2 separate regions of the Xenopus laevis genome follow, and region 1 is linked to region 2. The links are chromatin contacts, called in public Hi-C maps. All regions are on one chromosome and are shown on one strand. The core of a region is the stretch at or near the end of the contact, and the rest is flanking DNA. Distances in the headings are between cores, read along the strand shown. Region 1 holds the start of bcor.L (BCL-6 corepressor). Region 2 overlaps bcor.L (BCL-6 corepressor).

Region 1 (6,548 bases), core at 868-3,367, 62 kb after region 2:
ATTAAATACAAGATTTTAAAAGCTATTTACAAGACCCATGTATTACAACTCCCAGCATCCCCACCAAAGATTGGAAAGCTATACTTTATATAACAGAGACAAAAAATAAGGTACTAACTGTCCCCTTCTCAATCTCCAATACATTAGTCCCCAAGGTAGACAATATTTAATACAAGGCCTTGCAATGCAAACAATCTATTTAGTTTCACGCACGAGTTAAAGGGGTGGTTCACCTTCATTATGTTATAGAAGGGCCAATTCTAAGCAACTTTTCAATTGATTTATTATTATTTTTTTATAGTTTTATAGTTATTAAGACTCTTTGCAGCTTTCAAATAGGCGTCGCTGACCCCTTCTAAAAAAATCAAATGCTCTGTAAGGCTACAAATGTATTGTTATTGTTACTTTTTATTACTGATCCTTCTATTCAGGTCCTCTCCTATTCATATTCCCCTCTCTTATTCAAATCAATTAATGGTTGCTAGGGTAATTTGGACCCTAGTTACCAGATTGGTTAAGATGCAAATTGAAGAGCTGCTGAATAAAAAGCTAAACAACGCAAAAGTCTCCAATAATAAAAAATGAAAACCAATTGCAAATACTCTCAGAATATCCCTCTCTATATCATACGAAACGCTATCTCAAAGGTGAACAACCCCTTTAATTGTTCCATTCGGTTGACTGGCAGAAGCCATTGCACACAATGAGAACCTTAGTGACTCTCTATTTCGGATGTTACCATAATAGCTGGAGGAGTATGGTAGATGTAGGCAACTAGTAACTAATGTGACCTAAAGATTTTTTAGTAGATGCCACAGCGACAAGGAAAATCCTCATTGCTGGTGTTTAACTCGACCGGACACACAGCTCTGCACAAAAATTGCCTCCAGCTTTAATAATGATCAATGCTGATTGAAGTTACGGAATGAATCAATAGGCGCAACGTTTCGTGCACTCTCGCCTCGGAACTAATTTATCAGCCCAGCTGGAAAAGGGAGTGGGCGGTGGGGGAATTCCTGCTAGTTCCATGATCACATTAGAGATTAAGCTCGTACTGCAGCTCAAGGCAAGTCCAAGCTGCGCACCTTTGGGCTGGATATAACCTCGTGAGTCAGGCTGAAAACCCGGGGGAACGGTTTAATTGAATGATGTCTCCTCCACGTATGACAGAACTGCCCACCTATAAATGACATGGGACCATCTAAGAAACAAGTTATCAGCCATAATTACGAAGACAACTTCGTGTTACGTCCTTTCCATAACTAGCTCATATGAAACAGTTATTTAGGCAGTCACTTCAATTCTGGTCACGGCTACAGCGCAGATAAAAGTCGCAGTCGCACGCAGCAGCCACGCCTCTAAAGTTGATCAATGGGGGGTATATGACACATACAAGGTTTAGTTAAAAGTGCGTGTTTTCTGACCTTGTCTCCGGCGATTCCTCTCGATGTCTGACGTGACAGCGACGCCAACTTTGCCCTGACCTAGTCACGGAGTGTGAGTAAGTCGTTTCCCTGTAGGCGCCGTCTGCAGGTGCCTCTTTCTCCCGGAAATATCACTGTAGCACGGACATGCTTCCTCCTCCCGTTTGCTGCTCTAGTCTCGCCTCCCCCTTCTGTGTCCGTCAGAGTGCGGGGTAATCCCCTCGGCACGTGCACTCTCTCCTGGTCGCAGCAACGGGTCCCTCTCTCTTCCCTTCCCCTGGCTTATGTCTCCCGGCACACGCTTGTTCCTGTTATTGTTTAATCTGCTGTTGTGCGAAGGAAACAAGCTAAACCTCCCAGCCCTTCGCCGTGCATCGGCTTCTTTCCTCCGCGCTCCTCTCTCCCCTCCCAGTCTCCCTCCTCCCCTACTGTGTGACAAAAGCACGGGAGTCTGGCTCAGGCGAGTTACACGGCGTCTCCCAAGCGCTGCTCTCCGGCAGGAAACGGAGGGAACTAGCCTGCTGCCCTTATGCCTGCTGGGAATTTAGTTCCGTATCTTGTGCTCAGTGTTTGACTTTAGGCTTCACTCTCCTCCTTCCCATTCACTCCGGGTTATAGTTCTTCAGTTTCTCATAGTCTCTAGTTATTTTCCCCAGACACCTGCGGCATGGCTCCCCTTCCATCCAACTTCAACGCCGAAGAATTCAGACCAAAGCACCAGATAAACTGTAGCTGCGCACTCGGCCTCCACTGCCCATGACGTCCTCCGCACCACTTGCCCCACTGCTCGTTGACAAACCGGCAGCCAACAGAGCTCGTCTTCATCCACTCGCATATAACCAAGAACATAACCTATATAAAATGAAACTAATTATACATATGGCATCAATAAGTGCTTGCAGGGGTCTATGATCTAAACACTGTATTGTTCAAGGGCCAGAATGGCCACAAAGTAGTATTTTATGGGAGTAGATGGCAGACTTCCAAACGACTTCAATGTTTAGCACAATGCCCACTTTAGGTACCTTTAAGTGTCCCCCTAAACTCTGTAGACCCACTGGGGGTCATTTATCAACACTGGGCAAATTTGCCCATGGGCAGTAACCAATAGCAACCAATCAAATAGCTACATTCATTATTCTACTTGCAGCTGGCTTTAAAAAGCTAATCACTGATTGGTTGCCAGGCCCAGACTGGCAATCTGTGGGTTCTGGCAAATGCCAGAGGCGCTGCTATAAGGTCCCATAGAAAGTCAGTATTTAGTGGGCTGATGGAGGGCTGTTTGGGCCTCTGTGTACCTGAAACAGCAGGGCCTATTTTAATTCTCAGTCCGGACCTGTTGGTTGCCATAGGTAACTGCCCATGGGCAAATTTGCCCAGTGTTGATAAATGAGCCCCAGTGTCTTTTAAACAGCTAGGAACAAGTTACCAGACGCAACCATGAGCCAAGCTCCATTACAGATTTACATCATCTGGTGCACTACCAATAACTTGGAGAACTTCAAAATTCCTTTGGTTGGAGCGCATGCTAAGAACCAGGCCTGGAATGGCATTCAAAATAGGCCCTGGCATTTCAAGTACATAGAGGCCCAAACAGAACCCCACCAGCCCACTAAATAGTGACTGTCTATGGCAGTGATCCCCAACCAATGTCTTGTGAGCAACCTGTTGCTCTCCAATCTCTTGAGATATTGCTACCAGTGGCCTTAAATTAAGTATGTAGCCTCTATTTGAATTCCTGATCTGAAGACAAGTTATAGTTGTATAAAAACCATGTGCACTGCAAAACAGAGCCTCCTGTAGGCTGCAAGTCCAAAGAGGGGCTTACACTCACAGCCCATCTGCATACAATTTTATCAGAATAACATTGAAGGTGGAAAAACGAGCGGATCTTTCCCCGATATGCCATTAATGAGCATGGCTATATCGGGGTAATCTGAACGTTCAGCCATATGGCTGAACGATCCGATTACGATGCGATGCGCAATGATCGGTCGAGTCAAAATCAAACCTTTCCGATCAACCAAACGACCGATCTCCACCAGACGAAAAATGTCGGCACACTCCACAAACAGATAAACAGAGCAGAGATTGGCCCAAAAATGCATGCTTTCACATTTTGTACCAATTTCCACTCCCATCCTTGCACTAAAGTGGAAGCTATACTTTTCAGTGCAGATCAATGGTGCTGGGGAAGGAAGGGGTACTGCCTCAATGAGGCAAGTTCAGAAGCTCGCCTTAAGCGTCAGCAGCCCACATGTTACCATGGGCAGCAAAAAGCCATTCCTGATAAAATAAAGAGCCACAATTCTGATTTTTAAGTTGGAATTTTGGCCTCATATTGTGAAGAGTGCAATTGTGCTCTTTGCACTATTAATGTGGCCCACTTTACACGCTGACACAAAAAGTGCAGGTTTAGGCATCGACTTGGCTGCCTCAAGGTGGCATTGGGGCCTGAAACACCCCTGTTAGGGAGTGTATTTACTTCTCTCAGCCTGCAAAAAAGGAGAGAGCCCACCAGAGTCAATGCTCTGTGTGCCCTCAGTCTAAGCCTTACTGCCCATGCACCCAGCTAGAATTAAGTAATTCGGAAACAATATGAAGAAGTTGGAGAGGGTAAAGTACCTTACTGTATTTACATTGTAGGACCAATTTGAGGTACTAAATTTCAAGTGTAAAGCTGGCCATAGATGTAAAGATTTTTAAAAGATCCAATCGTTATTGTGAGACTGCCATGATCTCAAAATGATCGTTGTGTCCATTAAATAAAAAGACCATTTCAGGTTTTTTGCCAGCAAAACTGAAGAGTAGCTGCCTGCTTGGCCCTGCAAACATAGATAGATTGCACTGGGGTCAATAAAGATTTTTAAACCTGGCCAATCAATTTTCTGACAGATTTTCTGTAAGATGGGCGATCGTTCGAATTCCACTAACCGCACGATAATTTGATGGATTGGTCAGACTGCACTGAAATCGGTCGTTCACCAAAGAAGAATCGTCGCGTCTATGGGGACCTTTAGCAATCCTCAGAATATCTGACAATGGCCCAGCCCTTGGATGTTGCTTTCTCTGTAGATTTAATGTGCTCACCTGCAACTAGCTCCATTCACCTGTTTCCCCCGTAGGCATATGGAGTGAACTCACTCCAAGTAAATTTATTTTGGAACAAGTTCAAGAAATTCATTCTACTGTGAATTGGCACCCATGGACAAGTATACAAGCAATACAAGGCAGCAGATACTCTTGCCAAAAAATGAGAATTACCCCCATGTTTAAGGGGCCCATTCACTAAGTTCGAGTGAAGGAATAGAGGAAAAATAGTTCGATTTTCGAATGTTTTTTTTGGCTACTTCGACCATCGAATTGGCGACTTCGACCTTCGACTTCGAATGGAACAATTCAAACTAAAAATCGTTCGACCATTCGATAGCCGAAGTACTGTCTCTTTAAGAAAAACTTCGAACCCCTAGTTCGCCACCTAAAAGCTACCGAAGTCAATGTTAGCCTATGGGGAAGGTCCCCATAGGCTTTCCAAGTTTTTTCTGATCGAAAGATAATCCTTCGATCGATGGATTAAAATCCTTCGATCGAACGATTATTCCTTCGATTGTTCGATCGAATGAATTGCGCAAAATCCTTCGACTTCGATATTCGAAGTCGAAGGATTTTAATTCGCCAGTCGAATATCGAGGGTTAATTAACACTCGATATTCGACCCTTAATACATCTGCCCCTAGGTGTAAAACCTTTTTCAAAGGGAATTACCCCCACGTTTCTGCGTAAAGCCTGTTTCAAGGGGAATTCCCCTTGAAAAAGGCTTTATGCTGAAAAGTCGTGGTAATTCTAATTTTTTTGGCAAGGGTATCGACTTCCTTGTATTGCCTATATATTCTGGCTACAATCTGGTGGTATGTACTTGACTTATTAATGTTTTTTGATTTAACTATAATGTATACTGTACTTGTAAAAAAAATACACTTTTGTATGATTAATGAATTGTCTATAAAGAAATTCTTCTTGCAGTACCACCTTTGTGTGTTAATATATTTTTTTAAGTGTGCAAGCCCTCAATAGCAAAATAGTATTTCTGATATTACTGTGTGGGGTATTTCTGGGTTTTTTGCACCTTCAATTTGTATATTTTGATTTATTCAGAGTGCTCTCCATTCATTTGTTCTTCATTTCGCACCTGTGGAGATAAACCCCCTGTTAGTTTAAAGGGCTCAATTAGCCCAAAGCCTTTTTAAAAGTAGTGCCACTGTTATTGTATGGCCTTAACAGACACAAAATAATTGTATGTATCTATATTTTTATTTATATAGAGTTACTTATGTGTGCAGCACTGAACAGTAGAACAATACATTAATAAAACAAACAGGGGTTATTACAACAATAAATGTCATTAAATACAAAGTACAGTTGCTAAAGTTTAAGAGCTAAGTATTTAAGATACAAGAGGAAGGATGTGCCCTTACAATCTAAGTGGGAGGGTAACTTACAGACGCAAATAAGAGGATGATTATGCACATTTGGAAGTGATTTTTTATAGTATATTTAACCCCTACAGGGGATGAAGAGGAAGGAGATAAAACTCTCTCCAGAATCCTATTATGAGTATGAGAAATGCTGGAACATTTTAACACTTTACTTCCCAATGTTCTTTGATCTTGCTGCCTGTAAACAGGCTATGCAGCACAGATCAAAGAAGAATGTGGAAACATAAATCATATGCGCCAGCATTCAGGTTCCTAAGAAACTCACACTCTCTGTATCAGGGAACAGTGCTGCTAAATATCAACCATTTTGGGAAAACAAAAATGACTCTTTTCATAATGTATATGTATAGCACACATCAAAACACTTAGGGGCAGATTTACAAAGCTCGAGTGAAGGATTCGAATTAAAAAAACTTCGAATTTCGAAGTGTTTTTTGGGCTACTTCGACCATCGAATGGGCTACTTCGACCTTCGACTAGTACTTCGACTTCGAATCGAACGATTCGAACTAAAAATCGTTCGACTATTCGACCATTCGATAGTCGAAGTACTGTCTCTTTAAGAAAAACTTCGACCCCCTACTTCGGCAGCTAAAAGCTACCGAAGTCAATGTTAGCCTATGGGGAA
Region 2 (5,914 bases), core at 2,991-5,490:
TTATTGAAGTCACACAAGGTCTCTGAGCAGGCAGGGTTTATCTATCTATCTCAATCTTTTTTTCTTTTTGGTTCTTGCACCAAAATAGGTGTTTTTTTCTGGGTGCCGGAGCCGTGGTTTCGGGACAAAGTGGAAAGTAATTTGAGTGACTTGTGGCAGATTTGTTCCTTGAATGACCTCGCAGTGCTCGCCTGGATATTGACATGTAGAGCAGCACTTGTTGGAGGGGGGAGAGAGGGGTGGGGCTGTTTTTAGAAACGTCTGTTCAGGCGGCTGTTGACCTGCTTTATTCGCTGCCTGTTTGGAAAGGAGGTTTCAAGGTTCCCTCGAGCCTGATCGCCCTGCTGTGCCAGAAAGGACTGATCCCAGTTGGCGCTGAGCTTGGCACTAGCCAGGCAGCCCTTGGGGGTCACGATTTATGAGTGGGCTGACTCATAGGAAAGCCAATGTCCTCTTCATAAAGAGCCATTTATCTGACTCTGCCAGCTGCAAAATTCATGTAGAAAAGCAGCTCACAGCGTCTCCTAAAAATCCCGACAAAATGATTATTGCGGCCAGCCTGCTTTTTCCAATTAGCGCTCTTACTCCGACAAAGCTTTCTTTATTAACCAATTAGCAGCCAGGAGGCGATCCATGGGAATTTCAGCTCTTCACAACCAGCAACATCGCATGGACTGGAAATTGGAAATCAGCAGATATAGCAGCACTTCCACATCCCTAGAATTAAAATACTACAATTGATGTCGTTACTCAGTCGCGTGAGGCCTACTCAGGTCTGTGATTGTGGACAAAAACACGCGCCCTGTTATACAGCAATAGAATAGGCTCAGTTTGGAAAATACATGGTTTTACCGATAGATCAACGTGGGGAAATAGCCAGCTTTAACACAAAGAAACAATGACTGGAGCTGTAAAGAGATTAACTATTTCTGTCTCCACTCTCTCGCTATTGTGACCGTTTTAACATATAAAATGAAAACCCACACAAAACAGAGGTGAAGGAAGGAAGTGCAAAAAATCCAATTATGGGCCCTCAAACAGTGCCAGTCGCGTCATAGCAGGGAAGACAGACGCCGAATGATCAAACAGTCGCATCGCGCCGGAGTGGTGCTGTTATGTTTAACTGCGACGTCTGCAGGTATTATCGTCATTATACTGGCGGAATTCAAAGTTTGGCCCACAGGGTCACATTCATATAATGAGCGACGGTGTTCATTTAACAACCCTCATTTTGACGATTCAAATCACAAACTAGCCCTAAAATGATTCGGACCCCCTCTATATTTAAAGGTCCGATGCTCCACGCGACAGGCTTCTCAAACTGTGGTTATAAGAGATCTGTGAAATTGCTCGTTATTTATGGGAAAAGAATGGGGAGACAGCGAGAATGCCAGTAGCAACGGTAATGTCGCTCTAGGCCCGAGTCAGCCGCCTTCTGCTGTGACTCACTTCTCTTTTGAAACGAATTGGCTTTTACAGGAAGCATGGAAATTAAAGTCTCGCTGAAGTGCACATTTCAGATCCTTTTAGTGACATTAATTTCTTGTAAACATCCGCGATCTTATAACCAGAAGATACACCGCACTTTCCTTTTTATCGTGCTCCCCACAGACTATGCGAATAGACGTGCGAATAGGAGGCACGACCTTTAGCGACCACAGACTTGACATTTTATTCGACCAGAAGGCATTCCAAGCAGAGGTTTTGCTTCCCCTTAAAGAGGCATTAATGAGAAATAAAGATTCGCATGACAACTGGAGCGAATGTGGCAGTTGCCTGTCCAGTTACTTAATTGTAGTTTCTTTGTGCCAGCAGACATAGCATTGAAAGAGCAACTTCTTCAAGAAAGCTACTATAGCCTTATAGATCTCAGGGGTGCAAACCCGATCATGGGCTCCAGTAGAACAGTTGTATGAAAGAAGGTAAATTACATTGTGTACTATAACCAGCTGTTGGTGAGCAAAAACTCCCAGCACCCTCTGTCAACCCAGAACAGCAGAACAACATCTGGAAAACTGCTGGATGGTACCCTCGCAAATGTTATTCTGTGTGGAACAAGTGTAGGACTGCTCCACCAGGATGCAATGACAACTCATATGAGCCCATGGGGCAAGTTGACTAACCAGCGAACATTCCCAGTGATGGCTTTGCGCACATCGTAACACTTCGCCAGGCTAAATTCGCCTGGACAATGCTAATTCCGAAGTTGCACACAGAGTACCGACTGCTGGCGAAATTACGCTCAGCAGTTCGAAGTTATGCTAGCGTTGGCTAATTAGCATACGGCGTGCAGTTAATGTACAATGGCCATATATGCTGCAGCAAATACATTACACTACACAAGGCCAGGGAACCTAAATAAAATAAAATAGAGTTGTTATATTGCCCTACACCAGGGTCGGACTCCCCCTCCAGCCACCTACTGTGATGAGCCAAGCTTGGCTTTACTGTGTTAGGGCGCCGCTCAGTGCGCATGCATGTACGGCGCCATGTGCATGCGTGAGCTGCGTCGCTCAGCGCGCATGCATATCGGGAGAGGAGTTCTAGGCCAGCGGGGACCCACGAGGGTCGGGGCCCAGCGGGTTATTTCCCGGTGTTCCACCGGGCTAGTACGACACTGCCCTACACTGCTACATGTGCCCACAGTATAGTTTAGGTGCCATATGTTAGCAAATGTAGGGGGGATAGATGGTACCCCAAAAAAAATTACAATCTTTTTAAGTCTATCACCCTTTAAATAGGAAAAAACGCCAGCGTCTTTTGGGACTTGGAAAAATGTTCAACTTTTTTTTGAGGAACTCCTATCTACTCAATTGCACTTTGCCTGGTCTGAGGTGGCGAAGCCACGTCTGGCGATGGAGGTAATGGTCAGTAAAATCAATAACTCAGTGAATTTGCGTTGTAACACTCTTTTCGCCAGACCGAAAATTCGCCTGGCTTTAGAGTGTGAAGTTGCGCCAGAGTCTATCTCCTTGGCGAAAGCAAAATTATGCCAGCTACCGTTAGTAAATTGGCGAAAGTGCCGAAATGACGTTGCGCTGGCGAATTTTTGCCAGCGTTAGCCACTTCGCCCTTTAGTAAATTTCCCCCCCCATGTGTTTTTGTGGGCCCTCCTGCTCACTCAACAATTGGCCATGTATGCTTATACCATATGAGACCAAGGAGGAGGAATGGAGGGAAGGATAGATGATGGTGGGTAATTAGAAGCAACTAAATGAACAAAGAAGGTCAAGAGAGGAGAAAATTCATTTGGAGAATGACTTGCACTCTGAAGCTTTCTGGCAGAGCGTGTTGCTTAACCTTGGGTTCTCAGATGTAGCAGAACTATAACAGTGTGCATTTACCTTTTTTATGCAGTATTTGGAGGATGCTGGTAGTAGTCCACAACTTCTGGGGAACCAAGGATAAGAAACCCAAGCAAGAATGGCTATATGAAAATGTCCAACTCATTGCTAAACGTTCACCCTGAGTTAAAACTTTCAGACACCGGGACAGTTCCTGTTTCGCCCTGGTCTTTGTCTCCTTTGCTGGTTCAGAAATGCGTTCCCTATGAAGATTACTGTGAGCTGGGGACATGGACAGGATGGAAGTCTGCCTGGCCCAGATAATAGGAACAAGGCAGCCTCAGAACTACACATCTGCATACACACATACAAAATACACTGCTGATGCACAACACCTCGTGAGACAAAACTGTCAGTCACGCTCGGCTCATTATGATGGCCTGCGAGAAGGCGCGACTGCAGGCAGCCGAGCAGTGCGTGTGTGTCATTGTTTGCAGAGCGCCTAAACACACAGCCCTTCACAGAATACAAATAGGAAAAACGTGGTTGTGAAACAGCCGAAATCAAGAAGTTCTTCATACACACAAACTGCAGGAAGGGACACTGTGTGCACACGCTCTGCAAGCAAAATAGTGACAATAATACTCCTATGTTTAAGACCAACGCACGGTGTGTTATTAATAGAGGCCCAGCACTCTAAAGCGTTCCGCGGTAACTGTACTGTAACCCACAGTCTCTTCCCTAGAGTTAAATCGTATGTACTATGCAACCACCCGGGACCCAATCCTGCCTAGTAGTGTGACTGTGCGACACTTGGCTAAAGAGTTCCACCTATGGACTGAATGAGACGCGCGAACCAGCAGCGCGGGGGTTAACTAAGAAAAGTCCCCAGCCGGAGCAGCTGCAGCCCAGACACGCCCCGCAGCCCTTATCAGGTCAATCAATCGTGGGAGCCAGAAGCGCAGGCTGAGCCTGTAGCAGGGGCACAGAGCCGAGGCGTGCGCGAACTGCACACACAGCAAAGGGGAAGAGGTGCAGCCGTAGACGTGTCAGGTGCAACAGGCAGGCTCCTATCTACATATTGCGGCCACTAATCTCTGAGAAACATCTCCCTGAGCGAGGATAGCACTCGCAGCCTGTCATACTAACCGTTGGCTTCAGTGTTGCTTAAATACGGAAGAGACGGTTTCGCCGCACAGGATGTAAGCTGTCGCTGTAAAGGACTTTGTTCGTGGCCCTAAGAGCTAACAGTCTAATATCTGACCATTGTGTAGCTGCAAAGTAACACATTGTAGAAAAGTATTCACTCAATTCATGGGAACTGCGAGGCCAGGTCTTCGCTCTCAGTACGCCCCATACATATTCTTTGTTTTAATCGTTCACAATCATTTAAGATAATTGAATGCCCATTAAACTGTGGTTTTTAGTCGTATTTGGCTTTAAACCCAATTTTCTCATTCAGCATTTGGGCAGGACCCTATAACGCTTATGCTACAGGCACACAGAGATATTTTAAATAACCCCCAATCCGTATATGTGAGATAGTACTACTGCGTTAGTGCCATCTAGACTTTTATTCTCGCTAAACCAGCCTTACGGCCATACATGAATACCATAGAACATTTGTTCTGGGTGAGTGCCTGAACGATCACAACTGCAGGAAGCGAAAAGAGGCCGCCGCTCCTTTTGGTTGCTGTTAAAAAGGTTTTTTTTTTACCAGAACCATTAATCCATAAGGCTTATTATTGGTCAAAAGGTAGCCGATTGAGCACGACAGACCAGAAGGGAGAGACGGCATATGGCTATATGTGGCCATCAGAAATCGCAGGGCCCCATACGACAAGATTTCCTGGGCCCCCTGGGCTGCGCCCTCCCCACCCACAGGTCCACCCCCCACCACACAGTAAAAAAATAAATATTGGTGGTTAGGGTTCCCACATGTTAATAAAAAAAAAAAAATATTGGTGGTCAGGGCCCCCCATGAAAAAACATTTGTGGTCAGGGCCCTCCATAAAAAAACATTTGTGGTCAGGCCCCCCCATTAAAAAATATTGGTGGCTAGGACCCCACATGGTTAAAAAAAAAGTGTCCAGGGCCCCACCCACATTATAAGAACATTGGTGGCCAGGGCCCCCCTTAAATGGATTATAAAAAAACTTGCTCCCCCCCAGAAGTTTAAAAAAAAATTGGTGCCCAGGGTCCCACCACACAACAGGGACCACAAAGGTGATTGGATGAGCTGGAGGGACATTCAAACCTCAGCTATTCAATCCCTGAGCAGCTCAGCCGGGACTTAAACTCTGTGACCAATAAGGGTAATTAATGGACAGAAGACAACTCCCCCTGTGCTCCTGCCCTGCCTTCCCGAAGTCAGCAGCTCTCAGAAAGCAGGGGGGCTGGCTAATCAAGTAAGTGCAGCGTGGCCGGCCCCCCTTACCCTCGAGGGCCCCCTAGAACTCTCCCCCCTGTCCCCCCCTGATGGCGGCCGTGGTGGCCAGACATTGGGCTGGTAATGTAGATGAGGTCAAATCTTTACTTCTGACTGTTTTTTAAGATACCTTTCAGATTTGCTATTTTATGGCCACTTGTGCTTTGTGAATGATCATCAACCCCTGGATCTGCAATCTCAG

What was found. Hi-C and Micro-C count contacts between places; a contact is called where the count stands out from the background.
Region 1: a contact with region 2 is called in a Hi-C map of animal cap, with 4 times the contacts expected there. A contact is called at or near these places in 3 of 4 Hi-C or Micro-C datasets (the XL177 cell line, the XTC cell line and animal cap).

The regions. Positions count from the first base shown.
Region 1 is chr2L:81,408,717-81,415,264 of Xenopus_laevis_v10.1, forward strand. bcor.L (BCL-6 corepressor) reads right to left here and starts at 2,118. Exons shown (of 15, transcript XM_041582092.1): 1 at 1,425-2,118.
Region 2 is chr2L:81,344,976-81,350,889 of Xenopus_laevis_v10.1, forward strand. The region is part of intron 1 of bcor.L (BCL-6 corepressor); the gene reads right to left. Among protein-coding and RNA genes, the nearest start is that of bcor.L, 63 kb to the right of the region's middle.